7 separate regions of the Mus musculus genome follow, and all the other regions are linked to region 2. A link is a contact called in public promoter capture Hi-C and targeted proximity ligation data. All regions are on one chromosome and are shown on one strand. The core of a region is the stretch at or near the end of the contact, and the rest is flanking DNA. Distances in the headings are between cores, read along the strand shown.

The links. Promoter capture Hi-C pulls out the DNA fragments that hold promoters and counts their contacts.
Region 1: a promoter capture Hi-C map of hippocampal neurons shows a contact between it and region 2, with 2.7 times the contacts expected there. A contact is called at or near these places in 2 of 39 promoter capture datasets (cranial neural crest and hippocampal neurons), 1 of 484 Hi-C or Micro-C datasets (B cells) and 1 of 130 datasets of targeted methods (embryonic limb bud).
Region 3: a promoter capture Hi-C map of hippocampal neurons shows a contact between it and region 2, with 2.9 times the contacts expected there. A contact is called at or near these places in 3 of 39 promoter capture datasets (cranial neural crest, hippocampal neurons and liver) and 1 of 130 datasets of targeted methods (pancreatic cancer cells).
Region 4: a contact with region 2 is called in a promoter capture Hi-C map of hippocampal neurons, with 2.7 times the contacts expected there. A contact is called at or near these places in 2 of 39 promoter capture datasets (cranial neural crest and hippocampal neurons) and 1 of 130 datasets of targeted methods (astrocytes).
Region 5: a contact with region 2 is called in a promoter capture Hi-C map of cranial neural crest.
Region 6: a contact with region 2 is called in a targeted proximity ligation map of astrocytes, with 2.9 times the contacts expected there. A contact is called at or near these places in 2 of 39 promoter capture datasets (hippocampal neurons and maxillary cranial neural crest) and 3 of 130 datasets of targeted methods (astrocytes, large pre-B cells and stem cell-derived neural progenitor cells).
Region 7: a promoter capture Hi-C map of embryonic stem cells shows a contact between it and region 2, with 4 times the contacts expected there. A contact is called at or near these places in 4 of 39 promoter capture datasets (cranial neural crest, embryonic stem cells, hippocampal neurons and 1 more).

The regions. Positions count from the first base shown.
Region 1 is chr19:10,202,022-10,205,938 of GRCm38.p6, reverse strand. Fen1 (flap structure specific endonuclease 1) reads left to right here and starts at 1,546. Exons shown (of 3, transcript NM_007999.6): 1 at 1,546-1,844; 2 at 1,920-2,251. It overlaps Tmem258 (transmembrane protein 258), which reads right to left and starts at 1,737. Exons shown (of 4, transcript NM_026919.1): 1 at 1,675-1,737. The coding sequence starts at 1,677.
Region 2 is chr19:8,896,380-8,900,330 of GRCm38.p6, reverse strand. Ganab (alpha glucosidase 2 alpha neutral subunit) reads right to left here and starts at 2,274. Exons shown (of 24, transcript NM_001293621.1): 1 at 2,172-2,274. The coding sequence starts at 2,209. Ints5 (integrator complex subunit 5) reads right to left here. Exons shown (of 2, transcript NM_176843.3): 2 at 2,441-3,951. The coding sequence ends at 2,596.
Region 3 is chr19:10,575,827-10,579,579 of GRCm38.p6, reverse strand. It overlaps Cyb561a3 (cytochrome b561 family, member A3), which reads right to left and starts at 2,423. Exons shown (of 8, transcript NM_201351.2): 1 at 1,497-2,423; 2 at 506-598. It overlaps Tmem138 (transmembrane protein 138), which reads left to right and starts at 2,194. Exons shown (of 5, transcript NM_028411.4): 1 at 2,194-2,496.
Region 4 is chr19:10,686,612-10,690,473 of GRCm38.p6, reverse strand. It overlaps Vps37c (vacuolar protein sorting 37C), which reads right to left and starts at 1,739. Exons shown (of 5, transcript NM_181403.3): 1 at 1,495-1,739.
Region 5 is chr19:7,215,776-7,219,881 of GRCm38.p6, reverse strand. It overlaps Cox8a (cytochrome c oxidase subunit 8A), which reads left to right and starts at 2,266. Exons shown (of 2, transcript NM_007750.2): 1 at 2,266-2,483. The coding sequence starts at 2,370.
Region 6 is chr19:10,069,192-10,073,154 of GRCm38.p6, reverse strand. It overlaps Fads2 (fatty acid desaturase 2), which reads left to right. Exons shown (of 12, transcript NM_019699.2): 6 at 2,531-2,591; 7 at 2,807-2,883. Among named protein-coding and RNA genes, the nearest start is that of Gm29917, 23 kb to the right of the region's middle.
Region 7 is chr19:10,239,131-10,242,782 of GRCm38.p6, reverse strand. Myrf (myelin regulatory factor) reads left to right here and starts at 2,035. Exons shown (of 26, transcript NM_001033481.1): 1 at 2,035-2,224. The coding sequence starts at 2,179.

The DNA of each region.
Region 1 (3,917 bases), core at 297-2,796, 1.3 Mb before region 2:
GTGTGAGTTCTGGGGTTACCACATCTGGCTTTTGTTTGTTTGGTTTTGAGACGGGGTTTCTCTGGGTAGCTTTGACTGTCCTAGAACTCACTCTATAGACCAGGTTAGCCCCAAACTCACAGAGATCTGACGGCCTCTGCCTTCTGAATGCTGGGATTAAAGTCATGCACCACCATCGCCTGGCCACACCTGGATTTTAAAAAGTAATGTGGGTTCTAGGATCCAACTCAGGCTATCAGGCTTGCACACCAAACCCTTTGCCCATGAGCCATCTCCTAGCTCTACATCACATCTTAAAAGTAGGGACGTGGCAGGCTTTGTGGTAGAACATTTGCCTAGCATGCATGAAGTCTTAAGTGTGATCCCCAACACTGGGAAATAAAACAAACAACAATAACAACAAAGAATGGCAGCAGCCACTTTCAGTGAGATAAGAGCAGCTAAGAGTCAGAGGATAATGGCTCTTAGGGGTTTCTAGCTAATGATCACTATGTAAGTCATGGATCTGTCTGGGGGAAGACACCTAAAGAAAAACGCTTGCCCACAATTCCCACTGCTTTTGGATCTGTGTCCAGACTCTAAGCCGTTAATTTGTACAGGAAGCCGGAGCCTACACTAGTACAGACAGCTCAAATTCTAATGTAGGAGTACTGCTTTTCATTGCCTTAGGGGGGAGCCACGGGGATCTCCTGGCAGAAGACAATTGGGATAATTCTGGCCCTACTGAATCCTCAGTCTGAGTTAAGTAGTTATAACACTGTTTGTGTCACAGGGCTGATGCATGATTGGAGAAAGATGAATGTTGACACATCTAGTTTACTGCCCGGCACAGAGTAACTGCTCAATAGGTATTTGTTTCCTTCCTAAAGTTGCAGAGAAGACGATGAGATAATCCCTGTGAAAGGGCTATAAACGTAAAGTTCTGTACAAATGTTAACTTCCATTGTCACTTTCTTGCCAATGTTTCTAAAGTCCAGAACATAACAACTCCAGAGAAGTAGACTGAGCCCATTGTTCTAGGAGACACAGGAATTCAATTCAGTAAACAATTATGTCCCCCTTCCCCCCTAAAAGAGCCAAGGACAATCGCTGCCATTTATGGAACCTCCAAATGCAGGCCCAGTGTTGGGCAACAGGAATACAAAGACGAATAGACATCATCCCAGAACTAGATGCACGTCAGATGGTGGTCACTAGGAGGCGTGGCAGATTAAAAAAAAGAAGTCCAGGAAACGTGGCAAGAGGTGTGTACAGACTGAGAGCTCCCAGAAGACAAGACAAGTACCTATGAGAGTTACAAGTGTTTTACCAGGAAATGGTATTTATACAAGGGCCTTGCGGGATAAGTAAGATTTCAGCAAGGGAATCCTTCCAGATAGAGATAACTGATCATAAGAAAGAAAAATAAAAACGCGAAGGTTTTCAAAGTGCACCCTGTGACCTTCAGAATTATAGTCAACAACATCATAAGCACATTGTGATGGAAACCTCAGCCTGAGGAATACACGGTAAGGGGCTTGCTTTCCCGTCCCTAACTCAAACTAGAGTTTCAGCGGCGTCCCACCCACCGGGCACTCCATACTGAGGCCTCCGCGGAAGAACGCGGTGAGGACCGGGCACACAAGAGCCCTAGGTCCTGGCCACAGCACTGTCCGTTAACTCCCATCATCTCACCATTTTGCCCCGCACAGGATAAACCACCGATCCGCCACCGGAAGAACACGTCGGCAGGAGCAAGCGCACTGAGCAACAGGAAAAGGATGTGGTCCCTTGCGCGTGGCATTGTGGGACTTGTAGTCCCATGTTCTCAGGAGTAACGGGAACTAGGACTATGCGGACCTGCTGTGAGTAGCATGGAGTCGGACTGTGGGAAAGGGTGGTGTGAAGTTTAGGTTTTAATTCATTTTTTCCCCAGAAAGAACGCCCACTATGAAAGCTGCTATCGGACCTGGTGGGGCATACACTACATTTCCCAGGAGGCTGTTCGCGCCTGGCAGATCACGTGACGAGAGCGCGGGCTTTGGAAGGCGGCGAAGCTGGGAACGATACTGAAAGAACGGGCTCGGGACTGTCCAGAGAACGCTGTGGACTCCAAACCACTGCTAGCTGCTTAAGGCTCGTGCACTCGAGACGGGGTGAGGTCTCGCGGAAGCGTCTCTGAAAGCGGCAGAGCCGCGGGAACAGCACCGGGCAGCCCGGGCTTGGGCCATTCGCTCTGCTCCGAACATTCCTCTTCGCCGGTAGGAAGAAGGTAGTACCCTCCTTCCAGTGAGGACTCAGAGACCAGAGCGTGTTCATCCTAGGGCCCTTGTGAGGAGTATGGAGCGGGGAAGTTCTGTGCCTTTAATAAGGAAATGGGTTCATGTTCTGCTGACATCCAGAGACAGTGCTTTCTTGTATTTCTGACTGAGGCAGGTGTTGGAAAAGCCCCAAGGACATTTCTGGTGAAGGGAAGTCTGGAAGACTCCGTAGAACAGTGGGGCCCAGTTAATACGGTGATTAATCAGTAGGCCTCTGGGGAGTGGGGAGCAGGGGAACTAGGTGTGTTTTTATCCTGCCTGCAGCCATTTCATTTAAGGCTTTGCTATCTGGAAGGTCCTGTGGAGGCGGGACTGAGACTATCAGGACAGAACAGGTTTCCCTCTGTGTGACATGATGGGTGGTAATAGCCTGTATTCATTCTAGCAACGTAGTAAGTGAGGTGTGAACCATATGGTTGACTAGGGAACATGGCACGGCATCTGGTGATGTGTGTATTCCATCTGGGTTTTTGGTTGACCGGTTCTGCAAGGCAGAAATGGTTATTCATTCTTATTTAACAACTCAGAAGTGACTTGTGTTACACAATCTTGAAGATGTAGAGCACTTGCTAGCAGGAGTGAGGGCTCTAGCTCAGTCCCCATTGTTATACCCACACACAGAATACCAGATTCAAGGATGAGTTTTTTATTTGATTTCTGGTCTGAGGATTCAACATGGGACTCCATGCATGCTAGGCAAGCCACTGTACCAGGGAGAGCTACAGTCTTTAGCCTTAAGACTGAGTTTTTGCTGCTTGTATTCTTAGAGGAACCACAGTAATACGAACCAGGAAGAAGTAAGGAAGGAGGGCAGGAAGAAGACCAAAGAGAGAAGCAGGCCTCTTCACTAGGCTTCTGTGCTATACAAGTAACGTGTGCTGAGGTGTTTGTAGTCAGGAAGGAAGGGGACTATACAGGGCCACTTGGGCTTCAGAAAAGACACAGTGAAGTAAGACTGGGAACAAATTAGAACAATTGACAGGACTTTCTTTTTTTTTTTTTTTTTTTTTTTTTAAGATTTATTTATTTATTATATGTAAGTACATTGTAGCTGTCTTCAGACACTCCAGAAGAGGGAATCAGATCTCGTTACAGATGGTTGTGAGCCACCATGTGGTTGCTGGGATTTGAACTCTGGACCTTCGGAAGAGCAGTCGGGTGCTCTTACCCACTGAGCCATCTCACCAGCCCTTGACAGGACTTTCTTATGGTGTGGACACACTAACATTGGGCGAGCAAGATAACCTTAATAAATTGCATATTAGAAAATCCTTTTATTGTACATTTAACACATTAATATGACTTGACTGACACAATGCAGATATTTTTGTTTAAAATGGATTCTCTTTCCCAACTTAATTTTCTGTTTGTTTTTGAGACAGGGTCTCAACTATGTAACTCTGGCTGGCCTGGGACTTACTATGTAGACTAGGCTGGCCTGGAACTCAGAGATCCACTTGACTGTGCCTTCCAGGTGCTGGGATTAAAGGCATGCACCATCACTCACAACTAGGTTTTTTGCCCCCTAACCCCCAATTTTTTTTTCTTGAAAGTCCATTTAAAGAAAAATAATTAGATAAAAGGAAAATTAATGTTTCAATTGGAGGAGCCAAAAAT
Region 2 (3,951 bases), core at 1,025-3,524:
TGTGAAACCCCATCTTGAAATCCAAGAAACACTTGTTGTATGTATTAAACAAACACTGCCAAACCTTGGACCACAAGTTTTATTTAAATTTTTTGCAGTGTTGAAGAGTGAACTCAGGGTCTCACTCATGCTAGGCTACATCCAGCTACATTCTCAGCTTATAGCACCAGCCTTTTAAACAAGTTCTTCCAGTGACTATGATTTAAGCAATACAGGAACACACTAAGATGTGTTCCCCAGGGAGTACAGAGGGGACTCATAAGAAGGCTTAGTAGAAGCTGGGCAGAGGTGGCACACACCTTTAATCCCAGCACTTGGGAGGCAGAGGCAGGCGAATTTCTGAGTTCAAGGCCAGCCTGGTCTACAAAGTGAGTTCCAGGACAGCCAGGGCTATACAGAGAAACCCTGTCTCGAAAAAACAAAAACAAACAAACAAACAAAAAAAGAAGGTTTAGTAGCTAAGAGCACTTGTAGCCACGTGTAATTACCTAAGCTTGATTATCCAGGACCCACATGTGGGACGGAGAAAAGCAACTCATTCCATACATGTACAGAGGTAAACTCACATACATGTGCACACAACTCACACTGGGAAAATAAACGTTAAAAACAGAAAACTCATTTTAAAAAAGGGGGAAGTCAGGCATAATGATGCACACCCTTTAATCCTAGCACTTTGAGGCAGAGGCAGACAGAGGCAGAGGCAGATGGATCTCTTACAGGTTTGAAGCCAAGCCTGGTCCACATACATAGTGAATTCGAGGTCAGACAAGCCTAGATTGACAAGACCTTGTCTCATTATATAAATGAATAAGAAGGGGGTTGGGGCAAGGCAACACAGAAGATATGGTTCTTCTAAGCAATAAAACCAAGAAAGGGCTTATCATACACAGTTATCCAGCCTCCATATCTACTTGGAAGGTAAAAGAAAGTTACCATATAGTGAGGTGAATGCAGGTCCTGTTTGATCCCCAGAAGCACCAAAAGGAAATTGTGAAGGGGATCAGTTAATAAAGTTCCCTAGAAGCAGGAAATTTTGGAAAGCTGGCAGGCAGCCACCAGTAGTGAAAAAAGGCAGCCAGCAAAGTGAGAAAACACTAGGAACTAGCGTGCTAGGCTTTGGAGGAAGAAGTACCTGTAAGACAAACAGAAGACAATGCTACTAGAAAAATCTAATCAGAAGGCATTGATACAGCCTGGGTCCTGAGGAATGGCTACTTATGTAGCGGTAGTGAGCAGTTTAGCTCGTAAATACTCCCTGGAACCCTATCTTCAAGTCTTTAAAATAGGTTTGGAGAGATGTCAGTAAGGAAATGATTGGTAAAGAATATTTTCAACATGACTTGTTGGCTCTAGGAATGCCTTAAGCATCCCAAACGAGAGGTGTTCATGAGCTAAGTCAAGTATGAACTTTAGGGTAAGTTACATCTGTTTATTGGAGAAGAACTTGAGTATATGATTCACCCTTTTTACACTGCTGTCGACAGTACACGCCTCTCCCGACCCTTTACATCCGTTAGGTGTACCGCGCTTTACGGCGCTGATGTGTTTTCAAGCTTTTTTTAAGGTTCTACAAAACTCCAGAGAACAGGCCAAATTATTTGATACATGTTGTGTTTGAGCAACATTATCCATGCAGACTGTGAACTTACTGGACCCTGCCCCAGCCGTGCCCAGCAAATGAACACTAATGAAACTGGCCCAGGCTGGTCGGGAGGGCAAGGAAGGAATACAGGACGATCTGCCCATCGTATTGCTTCCAACCTGAAAAAGGAGCAGTGTGGCAACAGGCTGCTTTTTTACAGGCTGGGATGCATTTCGTCCCCCTACCTGCCTCGACAGCCCTGCGCACTGCAGGAAGGAGACGAAAGCATTGACCACCCCGAACCGCCAAGGGAGAAGGGGCGGCTGGGAGCGGACAAGACCGAAGACAGCACCCAGCTTCAGCCTTTCTAAGCCCGGCGAGATTCAGGAACCCCACAGACAAGGGCCGCAGCGACTCGTGAATCTGCCGCTGGGAGGCTGTAGCCAGAGGCCACCACCACGAGGACAAAGAGCCCGTTGCGAGGCCAGAAGTAGCAGGGTGATGGGAAGGCATACAAAAAGAAGCAATATGGGGCTCGGGGGATCTAGGGCCGTCCGGACGCGCCCCCGGGTTCCGGGCTCCTCACCGCCTCCTACGCGCCGCCACTGCCGCTATTGCCGCCATCTTGTACCGGGTTTGCTCCTTGACCCGAACCTACCCGCCCCTGTGCACGTTGAGCCACGTACCCTAGTGCCCGCCCCTTCCGGCCTTCCGATTGGCTCGTCCAGAGCGCGGCCGGACGTCTATCCCATTGGTCGAGCGCGTTCTTTATTATGAATGGGGCGTGCCTCGACGCCCCGGGCTCTGCGTTCTCAGGCTTTTGGCAGCTTTCCGTGTCAGATAGAAACACTGGACTGTTTGTCTCAACTCGGCAAATTTTATTTAGAAAAAATGGTGGGGTTTGAAAAAAGTGACACCACTCATTACGTACGGACTTAGAAGCATCCACCCTTCTGTAGCACCTTAGGCTCTTCTCTCAGTTTAACCTCGCACAACTTGTAGAGAAAAGGTCAAGTCCCCTGCCGAAGCAGAGTGGATGGCGGAGGTGCTTGAAAGCGGCCAGAGAAGAGCCCCAGGCGATCGATGTTGCGGTGGAGGACACTGTGCAGCACAGACAGATGTGGTCCTCCTTCAGCTCCACCCTCCCTGGCAAAGTCCCGGATGAAGCGGCCACGTTCAGACTGGAAGATGAACTTCTGGGGCAAGGGCCCATGCTCCCGAAGAAAACCCCAGACACTAAGCAGCAACAGACGCACTTCAAAAGGTGCCAGTTGGCTAAATACCTCGTGCATATTACCCAGGGCTGGTGGCAAGAGGCTTCCCTCAGCCATGACAGCCACCAGGATACAGGATGCCTCCAGATGCCAGGGGGAGTGGGTTGTATCAGGGTGTCGAGAGGCTTCCCAATGGCTCAAGAGGGCAGCCAGCAGCCCCCGCAGCAGCACGGAGCAGTAGCACAGGGCTGGGGGAGCAGCTGCTACCAGCTTCAAAAGCTCAAACAGCAGAGGTTGTTCCCGGAAGCGCCTACCAATTCGGAGATCCCGCTCCACGGTGGCTCGTGCATGATCCTCTGGGGGCCAGGCCAGCTCAGCACCAGCTGCATCAGGACACACGCTCTCCACTAAGGTCACCGCAACTGCTTTGGCTGCCTCTGGGCTCAGGGTGGGAGCCCCCCAGCAACCCTCACGCTCGCTGTTCCCTGATGCGCTGCAGCAGTGCACTAGGAGGCTAACGAGGCTCTGGGTGTTATAGATCACTTCTTGATGGTTTCGAGATTGAACAATTTTAGGTGGCTTTAAGCCACGGCCGATAACTCCAGCATGGAAAACTGACCAGATCCCTCCAGGACCCGGCACTGCTGCAGTATGCCTCCGGTTAATGTCCAACAATGAGGCAGAAGCCAAAGGGGTTGAGACAATTGAGAGGGTCTCATTGTCTCCATCCATTTCCCCTCCAAATAGTTCTGTGTTGCCCCGATGTAAGGCTCCCTCTACAAGCAGCTGTAGGACAGCCTTGAGCCCAGCTGGGGAAGTCTGAGAAAGGCGGGTAAGAAGCTGAGAGGCTGAAGCCACACCAGGAGGGCCATGCAGCCTTAGAGAAGAGAAGAAGTGGTGTACTCCAGCTCTCACTAGTCCCAATAGTTGGGAAGGGGACAGGGCTTCAGAAGGAAAGGGACATATTGCAAGGAGGGAGGCAGCAGCTTCAGCTACTTCCTCCTCTGGGTGTAGTAGGAGAGGAGCCAGATCAGCCAGGTGAGCTGAGGCAGACTCCCCAAACCGGGCCCCTAAGGCTGAAGGGCCCTCACCACCCTGCTGCTCCCACCCCACCAACAAGGCCAAATTTCGAAGAAACCGGGCTGTGAAGGG
Region 3 (3,753 bases), core at 1,174-3,673, 1.7 Mb before region 2:
GCCTCAGAGCTGCCTCCTTGATTCATGCAAGAGCAAAAAAGGTTTGGGATTACCAAGTGTCCACTGCCTAACACAACCTCCACTCTTCCAGTCACCTGACAGCGTTGGCTTCTGCAGTTTATTTTTTTACAAAAGGAAAAAGGAGACAATGGTCCCTTTGCCCATAGTCCACTCTCAGCCCTTAAGAGTGAGTTCTCTACAATGTTCTCTCTGAACACTGTCTACTTCATTTCTGGATCGTGCCCCACCTTCACCTTGTAATAAACTCTACATATTTTCTATCTTGAAGCTTAAAACTGGGAGTGGTGGTACACGCCTATAATCCCAGCATTCCAGAGGTAAAAAGCTGAAGAATCAGAAGTTCAAGGCCAACCTCTGCTACATGTTTGTAGTTGAGCATAAGCCCAGGCTAAATAAGACCCTAGCCAAAAAATAAAAAATAAAAATAAAGGCAGGGGTGTGGGGGTGGAAGGCTTGGCCATTAAGAAGTTAAGAGAGTACATACTGGTCTTGCAGCACACCACAGCTGAGTTCCCAGCACCTACATCAGCTCACAGCTCCAAGGGACCAAATACCTACTTCTGGCCTTCACAGGAACCTGCATACACATAACATTCACATACAGACACATTTGATGAAAAGGAAAGGCAAAACATTCCAAACCAACCCGCATCACTCCAGTTACAAGTCCTGGACTAGCACTTTGCCACAGGCTTAGAACAGATGGGACACTTTTCTGACAGAAGGCCGGAAAGTTAGTTACATTGCTGTCTACAGTTCACAAATAAGCCCTCTCTTTTCCTAAAATAGCAAAAGCAAGGAAAAGAACGCAGGCAAAGGCTGAGACTACGCTCTCACTTGCACTGAGAGAGCAGTTTGTACTAAGACACCAGACATGCTCACCACTGCCGGGTCTCCTGTCCTTGCTTGGCTGAGCCCCATGCTCAAGGAGGGAGTCCACAGACTCTTTAGGCTGTTTGGGCTTGAAGCCTCTGTCACAACTATATTCATTCTTGGCTGGTGTAATATAAGAGTAGCCAGGAAGGGTATCTCAACAAATGAGCATGGCTGTGCCTCGTTAACACCACAGACACTGATGTCTAAGTTTTACATGATTTTCACATTTCACACAATATGATCCCTCTGCCCCAATAGTTTAAATATGTAAAAGCCACTCAGGGTTAGATGTATGGGGTGTAGTTTATCTACCTTGATTTAAGAAGTGTACCGAACCTCTATTTAATGTTTTCCTCAATTCACTGGCTAAAGGATTCTCATAGGCTGAGCTAAAACAGAATCAGTCCCTGGGTTAAGAAGTGAACCTTCCATTACTCTCAGGAAAAGGCTGTACTCCAAACACAGTTACTTTTAGAAGTTAGAGCTACAAACAAAAAGACCAAAGGGCAGAGTTAGTTGTTTCCTCCTCAAAGACGGAGGGACACTAAGAATTCTGGGGACCAGATTTAGAGTGCAAATCCTATAAACCTGCATCTTACAATTCAAAAGTACTGCAGCGCCGGGATCCAAAGAAGAGTAACTCGGTCAGGCAAATGGCAAGCCTGGTACAGGCACCCAGTTCCTGTGTTCAGTTCCCAGAACTCATTTCCAAAGGCAGCCCCTCCAAACGGCAGGACTCAGGAGTGAGTGACAAATAATATTCCACTCAGGAGTGTGAATAAAGTCCACCTTAGCACAAGTGCTCACAGACCGGTCCTTCGTCCTTCGGACAGTCAGATTTACTCCAGGTGCAAGGGGGGTATGACGGTGACTCCTTTAGTCAGGTTGGTTCTAGCAAGTCTTAGATGAGACGCCTTTTGAAAAGCGTGAGAGCCTCTACGAACACCACCTGCGGTATGGAAGGGGCACGGAAAAGTGTCCAATTCTTACGAGGAAAAATAGGCTGAACGCCGAGGTAAGACAGAGCGAAGCAAGGAAGCGGCGGAACCACCACTGGAACCCATAACCCGGCTCTCCCAGCCCGGGTTCTATCCCACCCTTAGCCACACAGTGGGACACCTTGGGGGCAGGTCTCTGGGACCCGCCGGTCAGCGAGAGCTGCCACTCCCTAGGCTCCTCTTGAACCTCGGAGAACTGACTTTCCAGCAAGTCTGCAGACCACGGCATCCGCTACAGAGGGCGCTAAGTGAGATTTTTATAGGCTCGGCCACTTCCGGGGGTGAGCTGGGGCGTCTGGGAAATGGGGTTTGCAAGCTAAGGGGCGCGTTCCTGAGCGGTCCGATTCCTAGGAGCGCTGCGTCCTATCAGCCTTGTCTCTAACCACAGACCCCGTCCAGAGACAGGTGAAATGCTGGGGTTAACAACCTCACGCTAGGGTCGGCCCTCAGCGAGGCAAGATAGAAGAACCGGTCACAGGGAGAGCCTGAGAAAGCAAAGACCCTAACATGGCGGGCAATTAGCAATCTACTTCCGGAATTTAAAGCCAGCTTCCGGAAGCCGAGCGAGTGTTCCCATGACAACCGACGTCGGTTCCTTGAGGTGCGTGTAGATGCTGGGGATCATAGAGTGGCTGGAAGTCAGAATTTTGTGTTGCTATTGCTTTTGCTATGAGTCTTTTGCCGAGGCCTTTCGGTCTGTGAGCGGATTGGGACTGGTGAGGAAAACCGTGTTAAACTGGAGGGTGCTCGACCGCGTAGCCAGAGCGAGGGGCGTTTCTGCCTAACGGATGCCCTTGGTAGAGCCTTACCAAGTGGTGCGTTTGACTCTACTCATTTGCGAGCTGGAGGAAATGACTCTATTTATGCGTCCTTGCCTATAGCCAGGGGATAATTCTTTCCTACCTTGCAGATTGTTATGAGGATTAAAGTAAATTCTCTTGGTTAACAAGATTATCATGGCGCTGGTACCTAGAGAGATATTGTGTGAAAACTCAAGCCCAGAGAAGTTACATTCATATATTTAAAGAGAGAGAGAGAGAGAGAGAGAGAGAGAGAGAGAGAAAGAAAAGAAAAGAAAACCACGGGGCTTTTCCACCGCGGAAGGTGGACGGGTTCCGGACCCCTCAGAACCTTTGCAAAATGAGGGTTATATGCACTAAAATGGCTGCTTTTCAAGTCCAGGGATCAAGTAAAGTTATAAATATGCTCCCCTCACTTGCTGCCTCAGTGTTTCTGTCATAACCTTTATAAAGTTCCTCTAGGAGAGTACTTTGTCTTCTCAACTCCTTCTGTATGTGACACTGTCCATTTCTATGAGGACATATTTCTCACCTACTTAGATAGCACTCTATAAATTATGAAATAGGCTGGTTGTATAGTGCCTCTTAGAATACCACTCTGCCACCTACCAGCTGTGGAATCTTGGTCTAATTAGTTACCTTTGCTGAGCCTCAGTTTTCTCATCTAGGAATTGAGGGAAATAAGAATTGATTTTCTACCTTATGAGGTTATTATAAGATTTTAATAACATCTGTGATTGAAACAGTTCCTAGAGTGTTGCATGAAATATATAAGGGTTTTATTTACTACCATTACTACTATTATGTGACCAGGCTGTCACTGCTCTGTAGTAACCCTAAATATTCTTGGTTAGAGTTGTGTATTTGTCAGGTGTGGGTAAATTCCTGTAGAACAGGCTCTCAGGGTTTACCCTGAGGATCAGGGCAGGAGGATCAAGAAGTTAAGATGAGCTTGGGCTACATAGCAAGATCTGGTTCCAAAAAAAAAAAAAAAAGCGCCATGCATTAAGAAGGATCCAGACATGGAGAAAAATTTGCTGTTAATGAGTCTCTAGAAT
Region 4 (3,862 bases), core at 490-2,989, 1.8 Mb before region 2:
GCTCCAGTGGCCCAGCAAATCTACAAATATGCATTAAGACCGGAATCACCCAGTCAGTGTATGTGTTAAAAACAAACTCCTGGGGCGCCAGCCAGCTAACATCACAAGACTCTCCAGAGATGGGGGCTCTGCATTTTCAACCAGAATGACCGCAGATAATTCTTAAGCTCCAACATATTAGGGCAACTGAGGCGTCTGGAAGGCAGTATTAGAGTTAAAGACTCATTTGCTTTGTTAAAAAAAAAAAATCTAACAGCCACTCATTGGTTGATAGTAGCCAATTCTGTAAACGGGTCACCAGTCACTCAGAGGTGTTCTCTATATCCAGTAACCAGTGTAAAACACCCCCAAAACAGTACCCAGCAAGGACAGCCACACAAGCAATCAGAACTACTGCTTGGCAAAACAGCAACAGAAAACAGCCCCACTGAAGCACTCCATCATGTTTTCTACTTAATGGAAATTACAAAGGCACTGGGCCAGATTTCCAAGACAATCTTACGAAAAAGGCTTTTTTTTTTTTCTGGGCACTATGACTGCCAAGAACAAAGACTCATTTCAGAGTCCACCATTTCACCCAGCAGCCCTCAGTTCCACAATCCCCAGATCAGGGCCCTCCCTGGGCCCCAAGCAAAGAAGAGTCTTTCCCTTCTAAGTCCCTCTATCACCACCATTTCTAGCTGCAGGACTGACAGTCACTGAATGTGGAGTGGCACGCTATTGGTAGAGACACCTGGAAAATATGCAGGGAGCGATGAAGGAGCCCTGGTATCCGTGAAGTTTCTTGGCTCAAGGTGGCTAGCCCAAATCTGATTGACAAGGTATAGGCTGGACTCAAGAAATGTGACCCTGATGATAGTCCACTCTACCAGTAACTCAAACACATCTCTGGGAATGTCTTGGCCCACCAAAAAAAAGTGAAAGAACACCCCTAAACGGCTGTGAGGGGAGAAACAAAGCAGAACCAGGCACATGCTGGGACCATACACCTGGAAGGCCCAGAAGTAAGGATGGCTCAGCCATGCTGGACAGTTCAAGTCGGGGTCCAGAAGAAAGGGGAAGAACCCTTACCTATTGCTAACCTGGGGAATGATACAGGCCAGCAAGACAAAGGCCAGAGTCCCTCTAACTCCACTATATCGCAGGGGCAAGTCAGAATACACACAGGCCTCAGTTTCCCAATCCGTACAAGGGGCAAAGAGGCTCTTAATGACACAAAGGCCACAAGGTACTCCTACAGAGGGTGAAGGGTTGCGTGGCGTTAGCGGATAGGTGGGAGGGGGCGGGGCTGAGGCGACCGGCGAGGACAGCCTCCCACCGTCCATCCCTCCCACCCCACTGCAGGGGCGCAGGCCCGCGGGGAGTCACGCGCCCATCGCGCCCAATCGCCGGCTTCGGCCAGGAAACCCATCTCTGAGTTCGCCGGCAACGCCCCCGGCACGGTAGGCCGCTGCCCGCCGCCGCCCGAGACCTTCCCCAGCGGCGCTCACCTACCGGGGCCGCCGCTACCGCGGGCAATCAGCCGCTGCCCGCACTTCCGGGATCCACGAGCCCCGCCTCTACCGGATGTGACTTACTCCCGCGTCCAGCTGAGAACGAGCCGCACTGCCCCTCCGCCGCGCCCCGAGTGTCCTGCCTTGTAGGCCTAGGGGTGGCCACGATACCTGCACTCAGACGCTGGTGGCTTCAGGCGCCACACCCGCGGAAGGCCACTCGGCCCCGCCCGCGCGGGGGAAGGCACCACCCCTAGCCCCGCCCCCGCCGTAGGACTCCGCCCATTGCGAGTACGCCTGCGCAGACTTGCAGGCGTCCCTTCGTTTGCTCTGAATATCCTGAGACAAGCGTGGAACTTCCAAAGGGAGGCTCCAGATGGGCTCTTATTGCACCACGGTATCCCCGGCCTGCTGCGCACACTCCTTTTTATAGTTTGGCCTCAGGACTAGAATGGCTGCGGTCCTGAGTCCCCTTCAGACACTGCTAACAGCTCTGAGCTTTCCTAAAAAATCACCCTTTGTCAGGACCGTAGATTGCTCTTACTCGTCTGTAGATGAGTGTGTAAGCGTCAGACTTGATCCATCCTCACTCGCCCAGAGTGACAAGCCTCAGGAAGGGATGGAAACAAACCAGCCCTGAGAGGTGAACGCCATTCCACTTTGGCTGCAGTGGTTAGATTAGCTTCCAGCCTAAGAAAACCCTGCCACCCTTTGTTATACATTAGAACTTTTGTTGCTAGTGGCAGAGACCAGCACAAATTGGCCTCTTCAAAATGGTAATTGCTGGGTCATACAACGAGAAGTCCAAAGGCCCTAAGTGATACCAGGCTCAGTGTCAGAGGCCTCCACCTTCACTTGACTCTGACTTCTGTCCACCCAAAATGGATCTCACCTCAAAGAGAAGGAGAGAGCCAAGAAAGAGTGACCATGACATGGGACACAGGTTCAGGTTGCCTTAAATAACATGTTCCAATGTAAAAGTGCTTTTGTGAAGTCTGTACAGTAACAGAATAAGGCTACCCCAAGGCATTTTACAAATACATTGCTGGGACCATCAGGCCAGTGGGTAATGAGAAATTAGGGAAAATCTCTGTTTGGGTCTGAGGTGCTATTTGATTACATTTTAGCTTTGGGGTCTGCTGAGTTAGTGCATCCCAAAAGGTTTACCCGATAATCACATTGATATGAGGTAAGGCACAGAAGTGAGCAACATTTATTAAGGAGAATAACAATAATTATCAGTTAATTGGACCCTGTAACATCCCAGCTTTCCACAATCAAGAAGTTCTAATCAGTCAACAGAGTTGCAATTTTATTTATTTATTTATTTATTTATTTTTGAGGGGGGACTTCCATCTTGTAAGTTTCTCTTTTGGGTCATCGAATTTCATCAAGATCTCCCACTTTTTCTATTTCATATTCTAGATCTAAAATGATCATCATTGTCCCCATTGGTCAGAACTCCCTCCCCTTTACTACCTCATGGGGTCCCTGGGTACTCAGGTCTCAAGTCCCCTGTGCTGTCCTAGAACTCTCAAAGTAGTCAAGAGTAAGCTCTCACCTCTACCTGGCAAGTGCACAGTGTTATGCTGTGCTGGAGACACAACCCAGGCCCTGCACACACACACTCTCCCCTACCTCTAGCACAGCTACTACAAAAGGAATCAGGACAGACGACAGCTGTGCCTGCAGGTGACTTGCTTGAGGTGCTACCTTTGGGGGCCACCCAACATGATAGGGGTTCAATGCTGTTTGTTTTGCAAATACTTCATTTTGTAAGAACTCAAAGTCAGAGTGAGGACTGTTGACAGCCGCTTCCAGAAAGCCTGCTTGACACCATTTCTCCATGGTTGGGAGAGCCGGCCAGGCCAGTGAACCTGAATGTTTTTGTCCTTTCTCTTATGCTGTGTGAGTTGGGTTTTTTGGGTTTTTTGTTTGTTTGTTTTTAATTTTGAGCTGACAAGCAGACTCCATTTTGTGCATCATTATATGCAGGTGCTGGGAACTTCTAAAGCTAGAGCCCAAACAACCAAAACCCGAGAAATTGACAGAAGTCTGCTGCAGACCAAACACGGGGTCTGTCAGTGCCAAGCACTGGTGGTAGACCTTTTGAATAGCCAGACTTGGAGCATAACAGGAGGGAGGGAGAGCAGTGGCAGGAAAAGGTCTCGTGTGAGAGGGGGCACTAGGAAAGATGCCTTGACTTGGCTTCATAGAATCCCCAAAGCAGCCCCAGCACTAGTTGGAGCCACAGGCTGGGCCAGAAGGCCACATAGCTATTCTTTCAAATCTTCAGCTGGCCACTCCCAGCTACTAGACTAGACCTCAGACCTGGAAGACACTTTGTCAGGACCCAACCTGGGACTCTC
Region 5 (4,106 bases), core at 1,017-3,516, 1.7 Mb after region 2:
CTCTTAAATGCTAGAATTACAGTTGTGGGCTACCAAGTCAGGTTTATATAGTGCTGGAGAATAGGACCCTTTTTGTGCATGCGAGGCAATCACTTTATTCCCAGCTACTTGTCTTCAATCAATGGTAAAATGATAAGTATACTTAAGATTACTATCAGTATTATTTGAGGCAGCATCTTACTATGTAGCCCTGGCTGGTTTAGAACTTGCTATTTGAGGGGCTGGTGAGATGGCTCAGTGGGTAAGAGCACCCAACTGCTCTTCCAAAGGTCTGAAGTTCAAATCCCAGCAACCACATGGTGGCTCACAACCATCTGTAACAAGATCTGACTCCCTCTTCTGGAGTGTCTGAAGACAGCTACAGTGTACTTATATAATAAATATATAAATCTTAAAAAAAAAAAAAAAAAAAAAAAAAACTGGGCTGGTGAGATGGCTCAGTGGGTAAGAGCACCCGACTGCTCTTCCGAAGGTCCAGAGTTCAAATCCCAGCAACCACATGGTGGCTCACAACCACCCGTAAGGAGATCTGACTCCCTCTTCTGGAGTGTCTGAAGACAGCTACAATGTACTTACATATAATAAATAAATAAATCTTAAAAAAAAAAAAAAAAAAAAAACTTTAAAAAAAGAAGATTTACCAGGCTGGCCTCAAACTCAGACACTCCAGAAGAGGGAGTCAGATCTCGTTACAGATGGTTGTGAGCCACCACGTGGTTGCTGGGATTTGAACTCCGGACCTTCGGAAGAGCAGTTGGGTGCTCTTACCCACTGAGCCATCTCACCAGCCCCAATAAATCTTTTTAAAAAAGAAAGAAAAGGTGTTCTAGGTAGAATGTAAAGAGTAAAAAGTCCAAAATCTGGAAGGGTGGAGAAGAGACCTAGGAGCAAGGACAAAAAACAAGCGATATTGAGAAGTCAGACAGAAGGGCAATATCCAAGATCCGGGCCTTGTCTAGAAAGCAATGGGGAGGGCTGGCAAGATGGCTCAGTGGATAAGAGCACTTACTGCTCTTCCGAAGGTCCTGAGTTCAAATCCCATTGGAGGCCCTCTTCTGGTGCATCTGAAGTCAGCTACAGTGTACTTATGTATTAATAATAAATAAATCTTTGTGCCAGAGCAAGCAGGGACTGAGTTTACAGGAGCGAGCAGAGCTGACCGGAGCAAGCAGAGGTCTTAAAAATTCAGATCCCAACAGTGACATGAAGACTCACAACCATCTGTATAGACACAGTGTAATCACATACATAAATATTTTTTTAAAGAAAGCAATGGGGAACCACTTGATCAGGTATTTGTCTAGTAAAACAAGAAGGAAGGAGAGAGGAGAAAGGAACAGAAAGAATAAAGGCAGAAGGGAGACAGGGGATAAAGAAGAGAAAGAAGAGAGGCAACAAGGCATGGAACATAGGAATAGAAGCAGAAAAGTTCAAGGTCATTCTCATCTACACGGTTTTAGGACAGCCTGGGCTACTGGAGACCTTAAAAAACCAAAACTGGCCGGGCGTGGTGGCGCATGCCTTTAATCCCAGCACTCGGGAGGCAGAGGCAGGCGGATTTCTGAGTTCAAGGACAGCCTAGTCTACAGAGTGAGTTCCAGGACAGCCAGGGCTACAGAGAGAAACCCTGTCTCGAAAAACAGAGAACAAAACAAAACAAAACAAAACTGTCCTAACACACACAAAAGGAGGAAAGCAGAAGTTGAGAACAGTTACCAGTTATGTGGAAACGGGTTTCTGAGAGGATAACAGTAAATGACAGGAGTCTCGGGGCTGGAGAGAGAGCTCAGCGCTTAGAAGCACTCGCTGCTCTTGCAGAGGTCCAGTTCAGTTCAGTTCCCAGCATCCACAAGATTACTCACTATTGCCTGAACTCCAGTTCCAGAGGATCCAACACCCTCTTTTGGCCTCTCTGCGTTCTGCATACACAGATGAACATGCTGACAAAACACTCATAAAGTAAAACTATGTTTTTAAAACTAGAGGCTTACTGGTGGCGAGCTGGAGTCACTAGTACAGTGCTGGCAGAGAGAGGATCCTAGTTAAATGAATGGAGGGAGGAGCCAAGGAGTCAATAGACTTGTAGCTTGTGTGATTGGGTGGCTATGCGTGTCACTCTCGAAGAAAGTGGAGGTGGGAGCAAAGGTGTCTCATTTCTCCTCCCATCTGTGTAGGATGATGTCGGTTGGTTGTTTCGAGGAGCGCGCCAAAAACAGCCCAGGCGGGCGAGGGGGCTTGTCCCGACGTCATTTCCGAAATACTTCCGGCTCGGGCGTCCGGCAACTTCAGCGCCGGAACTTCCGGCTGGTTCGGCCATCTTGACTCCCTGACCTTGGACTGGTCCTCGTCCGTGGTCGTTCCGCGCCGTCATGTCTGTCCTGACGCCACTGCTGCTGAGGAGCCTGACCGGCTCGGCCCGGCGGCTCATGGTGCCGCGGGCTCAGGTCCACTCGAAGCCGGCGCGGGAGCAGCTCGGGGTCCTGGTGAGCGGGACGGACCGGGAGCGGGGAGGTGGGCGAACTGTGGTAGCCTGCGACATTGGCTTAGGCCTGTCCTCAAGGCATGGATGAGACAGTCGCTCGGCTGCTCCTAAGCCCTAGGTATTTTTCCCAAGTTCCTGGATGTCAGGTCAGCCCGCTAGTTTGTTTACTCTGTTCGGCCTCTCTAAACCCGTCTCTCCTTCCATTCCCCCCCCCCCCCCACCGCAGGGGAGGGCATGCCTGGTAACTGGCAGCGACGTCATGGTTGTTACTGCTACATTTTATTATTAAGGAGGGCTGCAGAGTTCACCAGGTCTACATTCCCAGAGATGTAGGAGCATTTAGATACTAGGACAATTTTTACTTTTAAAACATTAGTTTAAAAACATGAGGCAGGGTCTCTTGTAGCCCAGGCTGACCACATTTGACTTTGAAGCGATAATCTCTTTAGTGCTGGGATAACAGGCCTGTGCCATCACTTGTGGTTTATGTGGTGCTGGGGATCAAGCCCGGGACTTTGTGTTAGGCAAGCACTTTCTTAATACTACACCGCAGCCTAGGCCCCCCCATCCCTCCCTTTTTTGGAGCTCTTCTGTTTTAAGTGACAATGGGTCATGAATCCAGATATCTGGGCATTGAATTAGGGGTAGAACCAAAGCACTGCCACTGAAGAAACAGTGACAACCAAGCCATGCCCTCTCTTACGCCCATTTAGTGGGAGGTTGAGGCATGAAAACAGAGCTCGGGAATTCAGGCCAGCTTGGGCAACATACTGAGACTCTGTCTCAAAAACAAGAGTCTGGGGGCTGGAAAGATGGCGTTTGGTGCATAGCCTCATGAAGACTGGTTCAGGTTCCAGCACCCATATAACAAGCTTGTAACTCCAGCTCCAACGCATCTGACATCCCGTCCTGACCTTGGGTAAGCATGCAAACACATACCTGTGCTCACACACATGCATCATACAAATATAGATAAAACACATCTTTAAAAGATACAAAACCCCAGCAGGGCAGTGTGGCACACGCCTATAATCCAGCACTTATGCTATAGAAGCTGTGGATCTCTGAGTTCAAGGCCAGCCTGGTCTACTGAGTGAGTTCCAGGACAGCCAGGGCTACACAGAGAAACCCTGTCTCTGTGTAGACAACAAACAACAAAAACAAAAAAAGAGAAGAAACTGTATAGAAAGCAAGGACACGTGAGAATGGTTTATTTAAGAAGTATTCGCTTCACCAGCATGAAGATTTGACATTGACTACCCAGTAACCGGCTAGTCTTTAGCCCTAGTGCTGGTAGGGGGAGAGGGGCAGGGAGCTCCCTGGATTCCACTGTTCAGCTTGTCTAGCCAAAACAGTGAACTTCAGGTTTAGTAAAAAAAAACCTGTCTCCAAAAAAAAAAGAAAGAAAGAAAGAAAGAAAGAAAAGATGGAGAGCTGTTAGATGAGATGCCAGACATCAAGCTCTGGCCTTCACCCACATGGAAAACAGCACACATACACACCAGTGAGCATAGTGGCACTTGAGTGTATTTCCAGGACCAGGGCATCAGGAACAGGAGAATCTCAAGTTTAAGCCCAGGTCTGGGTGGGGTGCATAGTAAGACTCCTGCCTGCACCCTTTCCC
Region 6 (3,963 bases), core at 1,100-3,599, 1.2 Mb before region 2:
CATTATGTCCAAGTTCCCATTGGCAACACTTAACTACTAAATGACTTGCAAGCTGAGCATGCTCAGAAAGGCCTGGGAACCTGCATGGGCTCTGTGTTGGCAAGAAGCAGCGTTTAAGAAGTTTGGATCTGTTGACTCCAAACATGGGCTTATTGTAGCTGGTCTGTGCTGCTTTGTGGGTTCTTCTTTCTTCCACCTTTTTCTCCAAACCCCTAAGCCTAGATAGGAGAATTAAAAAGGATAGAGACAAAAGAAAAGAGCTCTCTGACTAAAGTCAGGGATTGGAAAGCAGGCAATGGTATTGCTCGGCTACTTCCTGCTGGTTGGGTGCATTGAGTTCCTTGGGGCAAGTCTGATCTTTGCCATCAGGATATCTAACTTCTTGTTGTTTCTTCTTTGCATACGATTACTTAATGAATGGTGGCCACCAATGACCACCACCAACCAACCAACAATCTACCCTACATCTCAGGGCCCTAGCATTTATACATACCCTCTGAAAAGTCTCCAGAATTCCAAATGTCCCACAATTGCAGAAACTATCTGCAGCTGGCAAAAATCACACCCTTGCTAGAGCACGAGGCAAATCATAGTCAGCTGCTGTGTACAGTCTGAAGCAGCCCAATATCTCACACCTGGAATTAAAATGAAAACCTAATCTTATAATATTTCGGGGGGCGGTTGTTTTTTTGTTGTTGTTGTTTTTGTTTTAGATTTAGATTTATTTTATTTTTATTTTGTGTATATGAGTACACTGTAGCTATCTCCAGACACACCAGAAGAGGGCATCGGATCCCATTACAGATGGTTGTGAGCCACCATGTGGTTGTTGAGAATTGATTTCAGGACGTCTGGAAGAGCAATCAGTGCTCTCAACTGCTGAGCCATCTCTCCAGCCCTATTGCTGTGCTGTTGGTTTAAACAAAACAAAATTCCAAAATTGTCACTACAGCTTACCCTCCCCGCCCCACCCCCACCCAGCACTGCAAGGAGCAGAGCAGGTGCTTCCTGAGCCACAGCTGGTGGCTGCGCTGCTTGCTCCCTGGGGATTGGGCCCTGGGATGAAAAGGTGTCTGCTGCTGCTGCTGCTTTCATTCATTTCATGCAAATTATCTAAATAACTGTTTTGCCTGCTCGTGTGTCTGTGCACTGGATGAGTGCAGCGTGCCCACAGAGGTCAGAAGAGGTCATCAGAGCCCTTGGAACTAGAGTTATAGTTGCTTATGAGTCACCATGTTGGTGCTGGAAACCAAGCCTGGGTCCTCTGGAAGAATAAGTGCTCTAAACAGATGATCTGTCTCTCCAGCCCTGTATGGCCTCTTCTGTCCATTTGGCTTCCTCATGTGTCAAGAACCACTGGGGAAAGGTGATTAGCCCATAGAAATGACACAAGATCTCACAGACTAGATGTTCCCAGGACGGTGACTGTTAAGGATTCCTGGTCCTTGTTTGGGTTCTCTTAACTGTTAACAGTCTCCAGGGAGCACCTCCATGGAGACCTGGGAGCCTCTGTTATTCCCAAAAGGAATAAAGATGGCGCCAGAAGCTCCCCATGGGGTGCCTAGGCTTGTGTAAGCATTTTTATTGTTTATGCCCCCAAGGGCTAGGTCTAGTGTGGCTCAGTGGTAGAGGACTTGCTTACCATGGGTTAGGCCCTGGAGTCCATCCGCAGTACTCCCAATAAAACCACAGCAGAAGAAAACAACACAAAGCAGGCATACTTCTCACGGCCTTGGGTAGTGATTAACTGTGAACCTGAACTTCAGCCACCAACCTGAAGGCTGGCCAAGGTTTTGGCCTCACAGAGCTGGCAGGAACGAACTTATTTTGAATAGAAGCTTCTGCCTGATCCCTTTGGCTTGCGGACTATTGAACAATAGTCCCCTGAGAAATTGGAAATTCCCCAGGAATTGCATGCTGGGAGAAGGAAAAGCTGACGCCTAGTGCCAGCCAGAGGCACAGCTTGTCTCCCAGAAAGAGATCTCCCACAATTCTGAGAACTTGTCAGAATACCTTACACGAAAGACTGGAACAAAGACAGATGGGTCGGTGATGAGCAGAGCCACACGTGACCAGGTCTGCTTAGTCCTATATACCTCTTGCTTTTGATTTAAACCAAAACCTCATTTTAGGACCCCCCCCCCCCAGAAAAAATGGGTGAGGGTGTGGTGGTGACAGGGTTTACTTAATCCCTATTTTTTCTTCACAATGTGACCACATTGACTAAATATCTTTTCTCTGTTTTTTTGTTTTGTTTTGTTTTCTGTTAGGCATTTATTAATTGGTCCACTGAGGGCAGGTAGCTGAGCATAGGTCACTGGGCTGCCAAGGCCAGGGGTCTGATCCAAACTCTAATAAAAATGCTAGCATGAGCAGCCAAGCCCAAGGAAATTGGCAGCTGCTAGCCTTGTTGGACCCAGTTACAGGTAGATTGGAAAGAGACAAGGTCTCTGCTGAGAAGGTCGATGCATAAAGTGGGCTGGAGGTAGGGGACCAGATTCTGGTGTTCACTGTCTCTCTTTTTCCTCAGTATGGCAAGAAGAAGCTGAAATACCTGCCCTACAACCACCAGCATGAATACTTCTTCCTGAGTGAGTATGGTTGCCTGAGGGCCCCAACCCTGCTCTCACCACAGCATGCCCATCTGGCTCACTTCCTCTCATACCCTTTTCAAACTGAGAAAATGATTGCAAACCTATTCAAGAGAGGGGAGCCAGCAGTCAGCTTGTGGAAACACCTCTGGGCCCAGTTAAGCATCGTCTAGGCTCCCAGGCTCCTCTCTGACAGGCACATGTTCTCTCTTCAGTCGGACCGCCGCTGCTCATCCCTATGTACTTCCAGTACCAGATCATCATGACAATGATCAGCCGCAGGGACTGGGTGGTAAGTCAGGAAGTGACGGCTGGTGGTGGGGTAGCGTGACTAGGGCACTTTGCCCCTGCCTGTGGATCCCCAGACAGCTCCCCTAAAGTGTAGCTGCTTTGTCACTCTTGGGAAGAAACGGTCTCTGAGGCCACCAGAGCCAAGAAGGCCATAGCATGTCAGGTCTAAAGACACCTGGCAACCATTGCCCTTGCAGAGTTCCTTAGAAAGTTCCTGAAGGCAGTGTGACAAGAGGCTAACCTAGCCCACCAGTAGTGGATAACCTTAGCAATAGAAACATATTTTCTTTCTCACTCTCACAAAGTCTAAAATCAGTTGCCATCGGGCTGGGGGGTAAGGTGGAGGGGTCCAGGTCCCTGTCCTTGACTGGTAGGTGACCAGGTTCTCTTTGTCTCTCTTTACATCATCTTCCCTCTGGGCCTGTCCACATCTGTGTTCAGATGTCCCCCTGTTTTTCTAATGTGTATGTGTGTGTGTCTATGGTTGCATGTAAATTTGTAGGTGTGCTTACATGTGTGTGCATGTGGAGGCCAGATGACTGTCTTAGTTACTCTTCTATTGCTGTGAAGAGACACCATGACCAAGGTGACTTGTAAAAGAAGGAGTTTATTGAGGGATTACAGTTTCAGAGAGTGAGAGTCCACGACCACCATGGCAGGGAAGATGGCTGCAGGAAGGCAAGCTGGAGCTGAAGCTCAGAGCTCACATCTTGAGACACAACTGTGAAGCAGGGTGCTAATTGGGAATGATATGAACCTTTGAAAGCTCAAAGCCCACCCACAGTGACACAGCCCCTCCAAAAACACCACATCTCCTGATCCTTCCCAAACAGTTACACAAGCTAGGGACCAAGCATTCCACTAGAGGGGCCTATGTGAGAGCATCCTCATTCAAACCACAAGAATGTCAGGTGTCACCTCTTTTGAGATACGGTCTCTCACTAGCCTGGAGTTTAGAGATTAGGTTAGACTATCCAGCAAGGCCCAGGATCTGCCTGACTGTCCCTCCCCAACACCAAGATCACAAGTGTGTGCCATTGTGCCTAGCTTTTGTATGGAGGTTTTGGGTATTAAAGTTGCA
Region 7 (3,652 bases), core at 786-3,285, 1.3 Mb before region 2:
CACTTGCAATCCTCCTGCCTCAGCCTCCCAAGTACATTGGTTATAGGTATATTCCCCCACGCTTCGGGAGGCTGCTCAGTTTCATCTTTCCCAGACAGTGGTAAAGCTTTCTGGTTTTGACTTCCTATGCCTAAGGGTTCTCTGAGGATGTGCCCTGAACCACTCTGTAGTGTGGTGATTTACTGGGTCTGGGATTCTAGAATCCTAGATCTAGGGTTCTGAAGTTTACAGGTGCCATTCTCCATACATTCAACCTGTACTTTTTGAGTACCTATTGTGTGTGAGGTGTGTGTGTGTGTGTGGGGGGGGGTTGGTGTTGAAGTTATAGCAGTGCCCTCATAGGCCTTCCTGAGAAGGAGACTAATGGAAACTACATGCAGAGCTACGCGCCTATGAGGGTGAGACAGGTTGAGGTGGAGTAACTGCTTTGGAAAGAATACCCCAAGCTGGGCAGTGGTGGTGCACAACTTTAATCCCAGCACTTGGGAGGCAGAGGCAGGCAGATTTCTGAGTTCGAGGCCAGCCTGGTCTACAGAGTGACTTCCAGGATAGTCAGGGCTACACAGAGAAACCCTGTCTTGAAACCACCACCACCACCACCACCCCCAAAAAAAGAATACCGATGTGTGCACTGAGGTCTGGTGGCTGAGAAGAACTAGCCATTTGGGAGCAAGCATCACAAATGAACTAACATGTGCCATGGCCCTGTGGCAGATGTGGGCCTGGCATGTTCGGGTGATGGCAGAAGGTCTTGGTAGCAATGGTTAAGTGAGCCACGCAGAAAGCAGTTGAAGCTGAGGTCATTGTTACAAGTGGAGAGAGATGAGCCAGGTTTCTGAGAAACCAGGGCAAGAGGTTTAGATGTCAGAGTGCAAGGAGAAACCACTGGTTTTACCAAAGGCATGGTGGTATGATCTGACTTCTGCTTCATAAAGAATTAGTTGGGAGGACTGTAGAGGAATCATTAGGAGAGATGCTGTGTAATGGGGGCAAGATGGAGGTGAGAGTCCAAACAGGAGACACGATGGTTTCATCCCTATGTGATTTCAGATTAAACATCAGGTAGGGCAGCAGGGAGTAAGAGTATAACTCTTAGTGGTGGTGGCACACGCCTTTAATCCCAGCACTTGGGAGGCAGAGGCAGACAGATCTCTGAGTTTAAGGCCAGCCTGGTCTACAGAGTGAGTTCCAGGACAGCCATGGCTACCCAGAAAAACCTGTCTTGAGGAAAAATAAAGAATGGCTCTCATTAAACTCTGAACCCTATTGACCTTGAACTGTACTGCCTAATACTACCAAGGTCACACATAACTAATTATGCTCAAAATAATTAAAATAAAACAAAGCTGAAAAGTCAGGAGCTCAATCCCCAGAGCCATATTTCAGATGCTCAGCTGCCACTGTGGCTAATGACAACACCTAGAGTATTTCCACCATTCTAGAAAGTTCTATGTAGAAGCACTTCTCTAGAGGGCACTCATTAATCCTTAGCTTCCTCATCTGTAAATGCAAATTGTAATAGTTCCAGACAGGTGGCAAATGCCTTTATTCTCAACACTAGGGAAGCGGAAGAAGGCGGATCTCTCTGAGTTTAAGGCCAGACCTACATAGATTCGGTGTGCGTTGGGCCTTGGGGGGTGGGGGTGGGGAGTGGGGAAGTGGGTGTGTACCTCCCTAACAAAGACCTGCCGGAATTAACAGAGTTTAACACCTATAGAGTACTTAGCACAGAGTATCCCTTTGTTACCTGGGATAGGGTGAATACGAAAAGGAATAGGAGCTATCTCTGAGATCTGGTACTGAAAACCCTCAGATTCATAATCTGGAACCCTACCTATACCAGAAAAGAGTGAAAAGCGACTAATCCACAGACTTTAAGGCAAGGCAGTACCCAGGACACCACCGCCGCGTCGAGCGCCCCCTGCAGACGACGCGGCACCCTGCTACCCGAGGTTGCGGCTCTGGGCGTACCGCCAGAGGGCGCTGAGGGCGGCGGGCGGGGCGCGGGGCAGGCGGAGGCCGGGCTAGGGCTGCGGGGAGCGAGCGTGAGGAGAGCCTGGCCGGACTGTACCGGGAGCCCAGCCGGGACTGTCGCGCGGGCCGCGCCGGCGATGCCGCGCCCCCGGGCCAGGCTGTAGCGGGGCTGCGGCCGGAGCGCACGCGGCGGGCAGGCGGGCCATGGAGGTGGTGGACGAGACCGAAGCGCTGCAGCGCTTCTTCGAAGGTGAGAGACCGCGGGGTTGGCTGGGCGATCAACCTCCTGCTCTGGGATAGGCCAACCAGTCTCCCTGAGGACAGGAGACCCATGGGGTTTCCACCATGCACCCAGAAAGGACCTCCAGAAAGCCTCCTTTTTGGCAGGGACTCTACTTCAGACTGGCAACAGCGAGGTGAATGGCTTCGAGATAGGGAGTCTCTAGATGTCTGCCCAAGCCCGTTGGACTTGGGTTTCCCCGAATCGGCCTCCAACACTCAACTTCCTTGGGGATGGGTTCCTTCTGTGCTCGGCTCTCCTCGAAGCCTTTCGGGTCCTGCGGTCCCTGAATGGTGATACTCCAACCCTCAGCACACTTCTCTAGTCTGAGGACGCTGTACTCCACCCATACCAGCCTCTTTCTTACTCCATCTAGCCTGGGACTTCCCTTTTCCCTTAAGGCTGGGACCCCAGAGCCTAGCCTACCTTCTAGGAGCAGGGACCTCCTGACTGTGCTTCCTGGAGGCTGAGACATCCTTGGAGGCTGTCACCTGTCTTGGGCAATGCTGCTTCCTCCACTAAGGCTGAAATAAATGCTCCTCTAAGCAGCTACTACTTCCTTGCCTGGGGCAGGACCTTCTCTTTAGTGTGATTTCCTAGAGATGGAACTCCCTTGAAGCTGGCTGACATCTCTGTCACCAGCAACCTCTGCCCTAGGAGACCTCCAATGCTGTAAATGGCACCCCACCAGCCCCTATGAGGCGCCTCAGGGTTGGGTCCCTCACACCTGACCCAGGAGCTGACCTGGTCCCCCCCTCACCTTGACCTGAACTTCTCCAGTAGGATCTATGTACGCTCCATTATATATGTTTTCCTCACCTCCCCCACCTCCCAACCCCCACATTGATTTTAGAGTCTGGTCCTGGTCTAAATACTGCCTCAGCTTTTCCTGAACAGACCCTGCCCCTCCCCCCATGAAAGCTGGGTTCAGGAGGGAAGGGGCTGGTGTAGGAGGGGGAGGGGAAGTGCAGGCTGACATCTCCCAGCCTGCTGGGTTTCTCAGACCCTTATTGGAGACCGAGGCACTTGAACACCTTTTGTATCTATCCCCACTATGTTGAGAAACTATTCCCTGCCTCACCCTCTTCCTAGTCCCTCAGCTAACATCTTGCCCCTAAGTACTGGTCGAGGCTTCCATGAGCAGAACCTGTTGCCCTCAACATACCAGGCTGGGACTGTGAGTTGCAGGATGGAAAATCAAGACCCAAGTTTAAAGCCCAGTGCCCAGTTCCTGAGAGATTTCCCCACGCAAGAAGAGGACTTTATTCGTTTCTCTTTCCATGACGTGGGGAACCACAGAATACTTTTGTCCATCCACTCCTACATCTGAGCAGCCCAGGAGAAGACAGCTCCAGTCTCAGGTTAACTTAACTCTAGGATGTTGAACACCCAGGCAGA